Regions from separate parts of the Mus musculus genome. Here region 2 is linked to region 1. The links are chromatin contacts, called in public HiChIP or PLAC-seq maps. All regions are on one chromosome and are shown on one strand. The core of a region is the stretch at or near the end of the contact, and the rest is flanking DNA. Distances in the headings are between cores, read along the strand shown.

What was found. HiChIP or PLAC-seq counts read pairs in DNA pulled down with a chosen protein or histone mark.
Region 2: an H3K4me3 HiChIP or PLAC-seq map of embryonic stem cells shows a contact between it and region 1, with 31 read pairs. The contact joins the promoter of Rab11fip3 here to the enhancer-like site in region 1. A contact is called at or near these places in 5 of 39 promoter capture datasets (the 3T3-L1 cell line, 3T3-L1-derived adipocytes, liver and 2 more), 3 of 15 datasets of contacts at CTCF or cohesin (CD8 T cells, the NIH/3T3 cell line and hippocampal excitatory neurons), 14 of 484 Hi-C or Micro-C datasets (the HPC-7 cell line, MC3T3-E1-derived osteoblasts, bone marrow-derived macrophages and 10 more), 14 of 115 datasets of contacts at active chromatin or transcription factors (the HPC-7 cell line, the SCID.adh cell line, cardiomyocytes and 8 more) and 4 of 9 other capture datasets (adipose tissue, embryonic stem cells, liver and 1 more).

What each region holds. Positions count from the first base shown.
Region 1 is chr17:26,026,724-26,030,767 of GRCm38.p6, reverse strand. The region is part of intron 2 of Rab11fip3 (RAB11 family interacting protein 3 (class II)); the gene reads left to right. Among named protein-coding and RNA genes, the nearest start is that of Rab11fip3, 41 kb to the left of the region's middle. Within about 2 kb of position 1,362, at least 12 of the 459 cell types and tissues checked have an H3K27ac peak or open chromatin away from gene starts, as enhancers often do. A contact at or near this core is called in embryonic stem cells, where this site is marked.
Region 2 is chr17:26,067,262-26,071,624 of GRCm38.p6, reverse strand. It overlaps Rab11fip3 (RAB11 family interacting protein 3 (class II)), which reads left to right and starts at 2,107. Exons shown (of 14, transcript NM_001162868.2): 1 at 2,107-4,043. The coding sequence starts at 2,448.

The sequences.
Region 1 (4,044 bases), core at 113-2,612:
ACCTTCAAGGAAAAAAAAGTGTCATCTTGGATGTTTACAAGTGAGTATCTTATGATCAGCAGGGGGTCTGCCCTGACTTCACATGCTGGTCTAGAATTACAGAGATCTGCCTGTCTCTGCCACCACTGCCCTGGTCAAACATTTCACCTCAATTCCAAATCATCCTTAACTTTTTAGAAAACAACACATTTGAACTGTAGAGACATTCTGAATTTACATAAGATCTTTAAAATTTTCCTATTTTTGAGTAATGCCAAACAATAAAAATACCCTTTGTATTTTCTGTTATTGGGTAAAAACGAAACATTCGAGCAAGCATCAAGCAAAGAAACAAGACAGTTGTACACTTTTGGGCCAGTGTGTTGTGTCCTGCTGTAGCAGTGAACCCTGTGCATAGTCAGGTGGTGCTGCCCAGCGCTGGCTGACCCTTAGCAATAAGAGCTGACGTCTCACAGCCAGAGCGCTCTGAGTTACAGCTGCCGTCAGTTTCCTTTCTTCTTTCAGGAAGAGCCTTTCTCTTTCTCTATTTTTACTGCTGGAATTTCACATTCCATCACTCAGACCCCTCCTTACCTAGGTCTGCTTAGAGAGGGCACAGAAAACAGTAATCATCTGTGAACATGGTTTTTTTTGTTTTTTGTTTTTTTTTTTGTTTTTTGTTTTTTGTTTTTTTGAGACAGGGTTTCTCTGTGTAGCCCTGGCTGTCCTAAAACTCACTTTGTAGACCAGGCTGGCCTCGAACTCAGAAATCCGCCTGCCTCTGCCTCTGCCTCCCAAGCACCATCGCCCGGCATCCATGAACATGTTATAACTAGTTCTATAATGAATAACAGCTAAAGCAGAAATATACAAGACCCAAGCGACTTCTGCTGTGCTGTTGCATGTTCTTTTAACATGGAAAATATTTTTCCCTTTAATTTCTGCATCTCTTCTTAAGACTTCAATTTACCAGTTGTAAACTTAATGCCTTATCAGGTCAGATGCCTGGATCCTTTTTTTTTTTTTTAAAGATTTATTTATTTATTTAATGTATGTGAGCACACTGTAGCTGTCTTCAGACACACCAGAAGAGGGCGTCAGATCCCATTACAGATGGTTGTGAGCCACCATGTGGGTGCTGGGAATTGGATTTCTGGAAGAGCAGTCAGTGCTCTTAACCCCTGAGCCATCTCTCCAGCCCTGCCTGGATCCTTGTTGTAGCTCCGGGAAGATGTTCCTTCTGGACTTGTGTGTTTGCAGGCACCTGAAGCCAGCACGTGTCTGTGATGGCGAGCCTTGCCCCCATGGTTCAGTTCAGCCTTCTGCTGGTGCTGGCCAGGCCTTTCCAGCTTCTGCTTACCATGCTTCTGCGTCTGCGACTGCGTCTGCGCACTTCAGGCCGCAGCTTCAGGCCTAGGTGCTCTGGTGTGCTTGGGAGAAGTGGCAGCTGTTGTGCTCTCAGACTTTGGTCTGCTTTCATTCTTTTTTAAATAGACCAGGCCTCTTGTCTGGCTACCCTGGCCCCCATCCCAACCTTTTCCCCTGCACCTTTTCAGGCTGTAAGCTTGGGTTCCAGTTGTCTCACATTGGGTACCAATTGTAGATGAAAAGATTATTATGTTCTGTATATACTAATTAATGCTGGCAATTAATACAACAGCAATTATTCCTTAACCAACTTTTCCCCAAATAACCACACAGAGACCTTTTAATATTTGAAAGCCTTAGGCATTAGCTGGGCAGGCTCTCAACTAGTTTATCTAAGTTAACACAAACACCTAGCCCCATCCGGCTCTGTGGCTGGCTAGATCTTTTAGACCTGTGATCAACTCTCTCTCCTCTCATGTCTCCTGGTGAAAGACTTTCTCCTTCTTCCCAGGGTTCCTTCTGCCGCCTAGGAAGTATAATCTGCCACTTCCTGCCCAGCTAATTGGCTATCAGATTTTTTTATTAAAGCCAATCAAAGAATGCCTTAGGTAGGTGAGGAAGGACAGTGACACAATTTCACACAGGTTGCCCTGACACTACAGGCACCTGTACACATACCTACCTACAGACACACTTAATTTTTTTTAATAAAAAAATTAAAAAGAAGAGGCAAAACCAATTTAACATTTTTTTTTTTTTTTGTTTTCAAGACATGGTTTCTCTGTGTAGCCCTGGCTGTTTTGGAACTCACTCTGTAGACCAGGCCGGCCTCAAACCCTGAGATCATCCTGGCTCTGCCCCCCAAGTGCTGGGATTAAAGGCATGTGCCACCGTACTTGGCAGACACTAGTATTTTTAAAGAGACTATAAACTTGCCAGCCACATTTACATGTCCCTCTGGACACCATGTGGGTGGGTGCGCATAGATGATTTGCATGCCCCAGACTGCAGACACATTCATGGATCTACCGTGCTTGGTGGGTTTTAAAATTTCAGGTTCCTAATTTCAGTTTTGGAGTCTGAAGCAAACTTGCTAACATGGCAGTAGGAAAACCTGCTAGAAATGTCCCAGCCTTTCTGCCTGACTGTCTAGGATAAGGGGACTTTCCCTCCTGATTCTGGAAGGTTCTGTCTGTGGCAACAACCAGCTGTGTTAGAAGCCGTGGCATATGTGGCTTTCCTGGAGCTCTCCTGGACCAGATAATGCAGGGCCCACAGCTTGAGGTGGCAGAGGCCGGGTGTGCCTGGGCTGCAGGCTCCTCCCCTTTTCCATTGTCCTGCTTCCACATGCACAGCTATGCAGAGGACCCGTGATTCTTATTAAACTATAAACATGTTGTGTAATGTGTGTGTGTTAGAAAAGGACATCAGATCCCTTGGGACTAGAGTTACAGATGATTGTGAGATACAGTGTGGATGCTGGGAATCGAACGAAATTTCTCTGGAAGCACAGCTAGTGGGTCTTAACTGCTGAGCCATCTCTCTAGCCCCCAAACCCACAGGTTTTTGGAGGCAAGGTCTTTATATGTGCCTCCAAATCCACAAGTTTGTTTGTTTGTTTGTTTTGTTTTTGTTTTTAAGGCAGGGTCTTTTTCTTTCTCGCTGGCTGTCCTGGAACCACTATGAGGAACAGGATCACAGAAACCCACCCACATGTGACTCCTGAGTCCTAGGACTATAGGCATCTACCACCATGCCCAGCCCCAGCAATGCTTAAAAGCCACAGACGGGAGCAGTGTGTACTTACTGTAGACACTGATGTGACTCAGGTGAGGGACAAAGGACCTTCCCTTCTCCTATGAGGGATGGGTAGCAGGCCCGAACTTAAGGTTCTCTTGAGAGTAACCATAGTTGTTCTGATTAAGAGTATAATAGCTGTGATGCTTGGAGGACAGTGATTGACAGCATGAGCGTCCTTGGGCACTGCCCTCACATCAGCACTGTGTCTGACTGCTTTGTGATCCGAGTCCTTGGGCACTCACAGCGCTTCTTCAGTGTGCCCTGCCTCCAGTTACCCAGGTCTGGTAGTGGCCAACTCTCAGAACTTGTTGGGGTTTTATGATTGTATTTTTCTTCCCTGGTGTAGTTGGACTCCCTGCATGAACCTCTGGCCTTTTGTGGCCTGTTTAGAGGAAGCCAAGGCTGACCGTTCCTAAGCATTTCTTCAGGAAGATCTAGGGAAGGTTGCGGTTCCACTTGGCCCTTGATATATGACTATATAAACTAGGTATGGTTCATACCTGTAATCTACGTTCCTGAGGATGGACCCAGGAGGCTACATGGCTGACTTAAAGCCAGCCTTGTTTTCCAGAGACTTGGCCTCAGGAAAAGAAAAAAAAAAAAAAAAAAAAAAGAAAAAGAAAAAAAAATGGGACTATGATTTTTTTTAATTACTATTTTTGTTTGAGACAGGGTTCCATGAGGGTCTGCTGTGTGCACCAGGTGAGTTGGCACACAAGCCTAGTAGGGTTCTCCTTTCTCCATCCTATCATTAGAGAACTGGGCTACAGATGTGTGACACCACACCCGGTTTTATGCAGATCCTGGAAGTCTGTAAAACTCAGATCCCCATTCTGCACAGCAAGCACCTTAAAAAAAAAGATTTATTTATTTATTTATTTATTTATTTATTTATTT
Region 2 (4,363 bases), core at 858-3,357, 40 kb before region 1:
CATGTGCCACCACGCCTGGCTAAAAATAATCTATGTGTATGTTTGGCTCCATGTATATCTGTGTACCACGTCCGTACCTGGTATCTGAGTAGCACTTGGGGTTACACATGGTTGTGAGCTTCTATGTGGGTGCTTGGAACTGAACCTGGGTTCTCAGGAAGAAAACAGGGCTTTTAACTACTGAGTCATCTCTCCAGCCTCCTCTTCTTCCACCTCTTCTTCTTCCTTCTCCTCTTCCCTCTCTCCCTCCTCCTCCTCCTTCTTATTGGGACAGTTGGGTTGGCTGGTGAGCATCTGCCTCCTTAGTGCTGGGATTATAGGTACATTCTCAGCTTTTAAGATGGGTGCCGGAATCTGAACTCAGGTCCTCATGATTTCAGGACGGTCACTTTGTTGACTGAGCCACCTTCCTCATCTCGACTGGCTCTTTTTTTTTTTCAAGTTTTTTTTAAAAAGATTTATTTATTTTATGTATATGAATACACTGTAGCTGTACAGATGGTTGTGAGCCTTCATGTGGTTGTTGGGGTTGAATTTTTAGGACCTCTGCTCACTCTGGTCAACCCTGCTTGCTCTGGTCAACTCTGCTCACTCAGTCCCTGCTGGCTCCGGCCCAAAGATTTAATTTATCACTATACATAAGTACACTGTAGCTGTCTTCAGAGTGAGTCAGATCTCATTATGGGTGGTTGTGAGCTACCATATGATTGCTGGGATTTGAACTCAGGACCTTTGGAAGAGCAGCTAGTGCTGAGCCATCTCACCAGCCCATCGCCTGACTCCTTATAACCTTTCATCTGCAGCCCCATTGCTTGGTCTGAGCCAGGAGGTGTGCATTCTCTACACACTGGTTCTATTTGGGCACACAAATGCTGGAAGTCATAAATATTTTTCTTAGTTTTGGCACACAACAGGAACACCTGGCTCCTCAGAAAACTGATCTTGACTGAGAACACCAAAGGACAGGTGGATACTTACCATGACACACTAAATAGAAAGGTTGGCACTCACTGGAACTGCATGTGAGAATGTTTGTCAGTCAAAGGGAATTTCCAGTCCTTGCATTAGATAGAGGGGACTTTATTCTTTCAATATATATATTCCTCACAAAAGCATTCAGTTCTTACAGGAAAATAGGACTACATTTTAGGGAGGGAGCACATCACCTTCCTTTTTCCCAGCTGCTGGAAGTCTCCTATAATATGCTGGGAGTTTTGCTTGGGGATGACTCAGTAGATTAGCTGGCTGTACACCTGGAAACGGAGTTCAGTTTTCAGCTTTTGCCAAAACTGCTTATGAAACCATACTTGTCCATGGTGCCCACGAGTGTACAATTGGTTCATAGTTTCCCCTGGCTAAATGGCTAAATTTAGTTCTTGACTAGATGCACCTCATTGCTTCCAACTGGCTTAGTCAACTGCTCCGCATCTCTGAGCACGACCCTTTGATGATGATAACGGCATTAGTTAGCAATAAAGAGATAAGCGCTGTTTATGTAATTTAAAAACATGTTCAGAGCAGGGTTGTTTGGGCCAGTCTACAATCCATGGCGGCAGGATTAGGAGTTAAAGGTAGCGTGGGCTGCACAAGTTCCTGTTTCAAAAAGATACCAAACAACATATCAAAGTAAAACAACATCTGTGCCTCTTTATTTTACTGTGCGCTCCTGTGGATGAATGTGTGAGCCCCTTAGATCCTGTCCTTGTGTGAGAGACTTTGGATAATTCCTTACCTGGTGGGGCAATTCGAGCGCTCCTTCGCTCCTACTTGCTGCCAATTAATATTCTGGTTTGTACCACCAGTTTGTGAAGGAGTCACACAGAAGGGACTAGCGGCTTCTTTTGGGATATGCGAATGTTTTGTTCCCGTTCAGCAATAGTTTTCCAAAACCTATTCTCGGGCGCCTCTTCCTGCGACAGAACACTTCACTCATCCCACTCGCGCAAATCGTACGGAAAACTCGAATTGGGCAGAGCACCGTCGCCCCTAAGCTGTGCCCTCTTCGAACTCACCTTTATAGCAATCCATGGGGGCGTGATCAGGTTACACGGCGTGCTGACGTCACGCGCGACGGAGGGCGGGCCGGCGCCGGCGCCGGCGTCCCTCACTGGGTTCCTAAGCTCAGGCGCTCTGGCTTCATCCTCCGCTGCCCGGCCGGTGCCTGTCTCCCACCGTCCACTCCCCGCCACTGGGTCCTTACATCATCCGGACTGTGCCGCTGCCATGGGCCCGCGCCAGCCGCGCTGCGGGGCCGGGAGCCGCTAAGGTGCGGTGCGAAGATGGGCGAGGGCGGAGCAGGGCCCGAGCGCCAGCCTCAGCAGTCCGGGCGCCCCGCGCGCGCCCGCCCGCGTCGCCGCGGGGATGCCCGCGCCCGCCGCCGCGCCCTGAGCGCCTTTGTCTGCCTTCCGCGCCTTTCGTATCATCCCTAGTTTAGCCGGCGCCGGATCATGGAGCTGTGCCAGCCGACCTCCCTGTCAGACCACGACCAGCCAGCGTCTGGGCCCCAGCGTGGGGTCATGGGGCTGGTGGGGCCCGACGCTCCTCGCGGCTGGTCAGAAGAGCCCGAGGAACACGCCCAGCTTCAACGGTGGCCAGAGGGACCCAACGCGCCAATCTGCTGGCCCGAGGAGGTAGAGGAGCCTCACGCTCCTAGTCGCTGGGCCAAAGAGCCCAATGCCCCTCGCTGCTCGTCCCAGGAGCCCGATGAATCCTGTCACTTGGCAGAGGAGCTGGAGGAATCCGACTCCCCTCGCTGCTGGCCCCAGGAGCCAGACACACCGTGCCACTTGGCCAAGGAGTTGGAGGAACCCGACGCCCCTCGCTGCCTGCCCCAGGAGCCCGACACACCGTGCTACTTGGCCAAAGAGCTAGAGGAACCCAACATCCCTCGGTGCTGGCCCCAGGAGCCCGACGTGCCGTGCCACTTGGCCAAGGAGCTAGAGGAACCCGACGCCCCTCGCTGCTGGCCCCAGGAACCAGACGCATTCTGTCACTTGCTCAAGGAGGTGGAGGAACCTGATGCCCTTCGCTGCTGGCTTCAAGGGCCAGACGCACCGTGCCACTTGGCCAAGGAACTGGAGGACCTCGACTCCCCTCGCTGCTGGCCCCAGGAGCCCGACGAATCCTGTCACTTGGCTAAGGAGCTGGAGGAACCAGACGCACCGTGCCACTTAGCCAAAGAGCTGGAGGAACCCGACGCCCCTCGCTGCTGGCCCCAGGAGCCCGACGTGCCCTGTCTCTTGGCCAAAAAGTGGGAGGAATCCGACGCACCGTGCCTCTTGACGGAGGAGCTGGAAGAGCCTGACGCCCTTCACTGCTGGCCCCAGGAGTCAGAGGCACCGTGTTTGTTGGCCAAGGAGCTAGAAGAGCCTGATGCCTCTCACAGCTGTCCTCAGGAGGCGGACACAGGGTGCCTCTCGGCCAAGGAGCCAGAGGAGCCTGATGTCTCTCACCTGTGGCAGGGGGTACCCGATGCACCGTGCCTCTTGGTCAAGGAACCAGAGGAGGCCGATGCACTTCACTGTTGTTGGCCCGAGGAATCCGAGGAGCCGGATGCTCTCAACCCACCGTGTTTCTGGGCCAATGAACCAGACGAGCCCGATCCATCACGATGTTGGTCAGAGGAGCCCCAGGTGCTGTGCCTCTGGCCGGAGGAGCAGAACACAAAGCGGTGCTGGCAGGAAGAGCCCGATGCACCCTGCTTCTGGCCCGAGGATCGAGAGGAACCCATAGTTTCGTGTCTTCAATTTAAAGAGCCAGAGAAGCCCAAAGTCCGGAGCAGTTGGCCTGAGGAGCTGGAAGACTGCTGCCCTACGCGGGGCCTACCCCTTGAGCCCTTGCTCGCCGACGGCGAGCTGCTGCAGGCATGTCCCGGGCCACCCTCGGACCCAGGACCAGCGTTGTCGCTGCCCAGCGAGCCCGGGACAGCTCAGGAGGAGGGTGCACGCCTCAGGGCGGTATTTGACGCCCTGGACAGAGATGGGGACGGCTTCGTCCGCATCGAGGATTTCATCCAATTCGCCACGGTCTATGGGGCAGAGCAGGTAACAAACTGAGTACAGTTCTGGTCGGGAGAGATGTCGCTGATTTCTCAGGGTAGTTTCCCACGAATCCCCTCTTACCTCTCAGAGGAAGGTGTCCTCTCCTCTAACGTTACACTTGCTACTTATTTCCTAGATCTGGGAGTGGGAAACCCTTTTCAGTGCCTTGCTTCTGCCACCAGTGTTAGGACCTCAAAGACCAGACTTGTAGATAGATGCCTTTTCAGTAGAGTTAGTGTACTGCGTGTTTGCTATTTGTTGTACTGGGTTTTGTTTGAGAGACGGTAATTAGTGGCCAGAAGGTCCTAGGCATTAAAAAATGT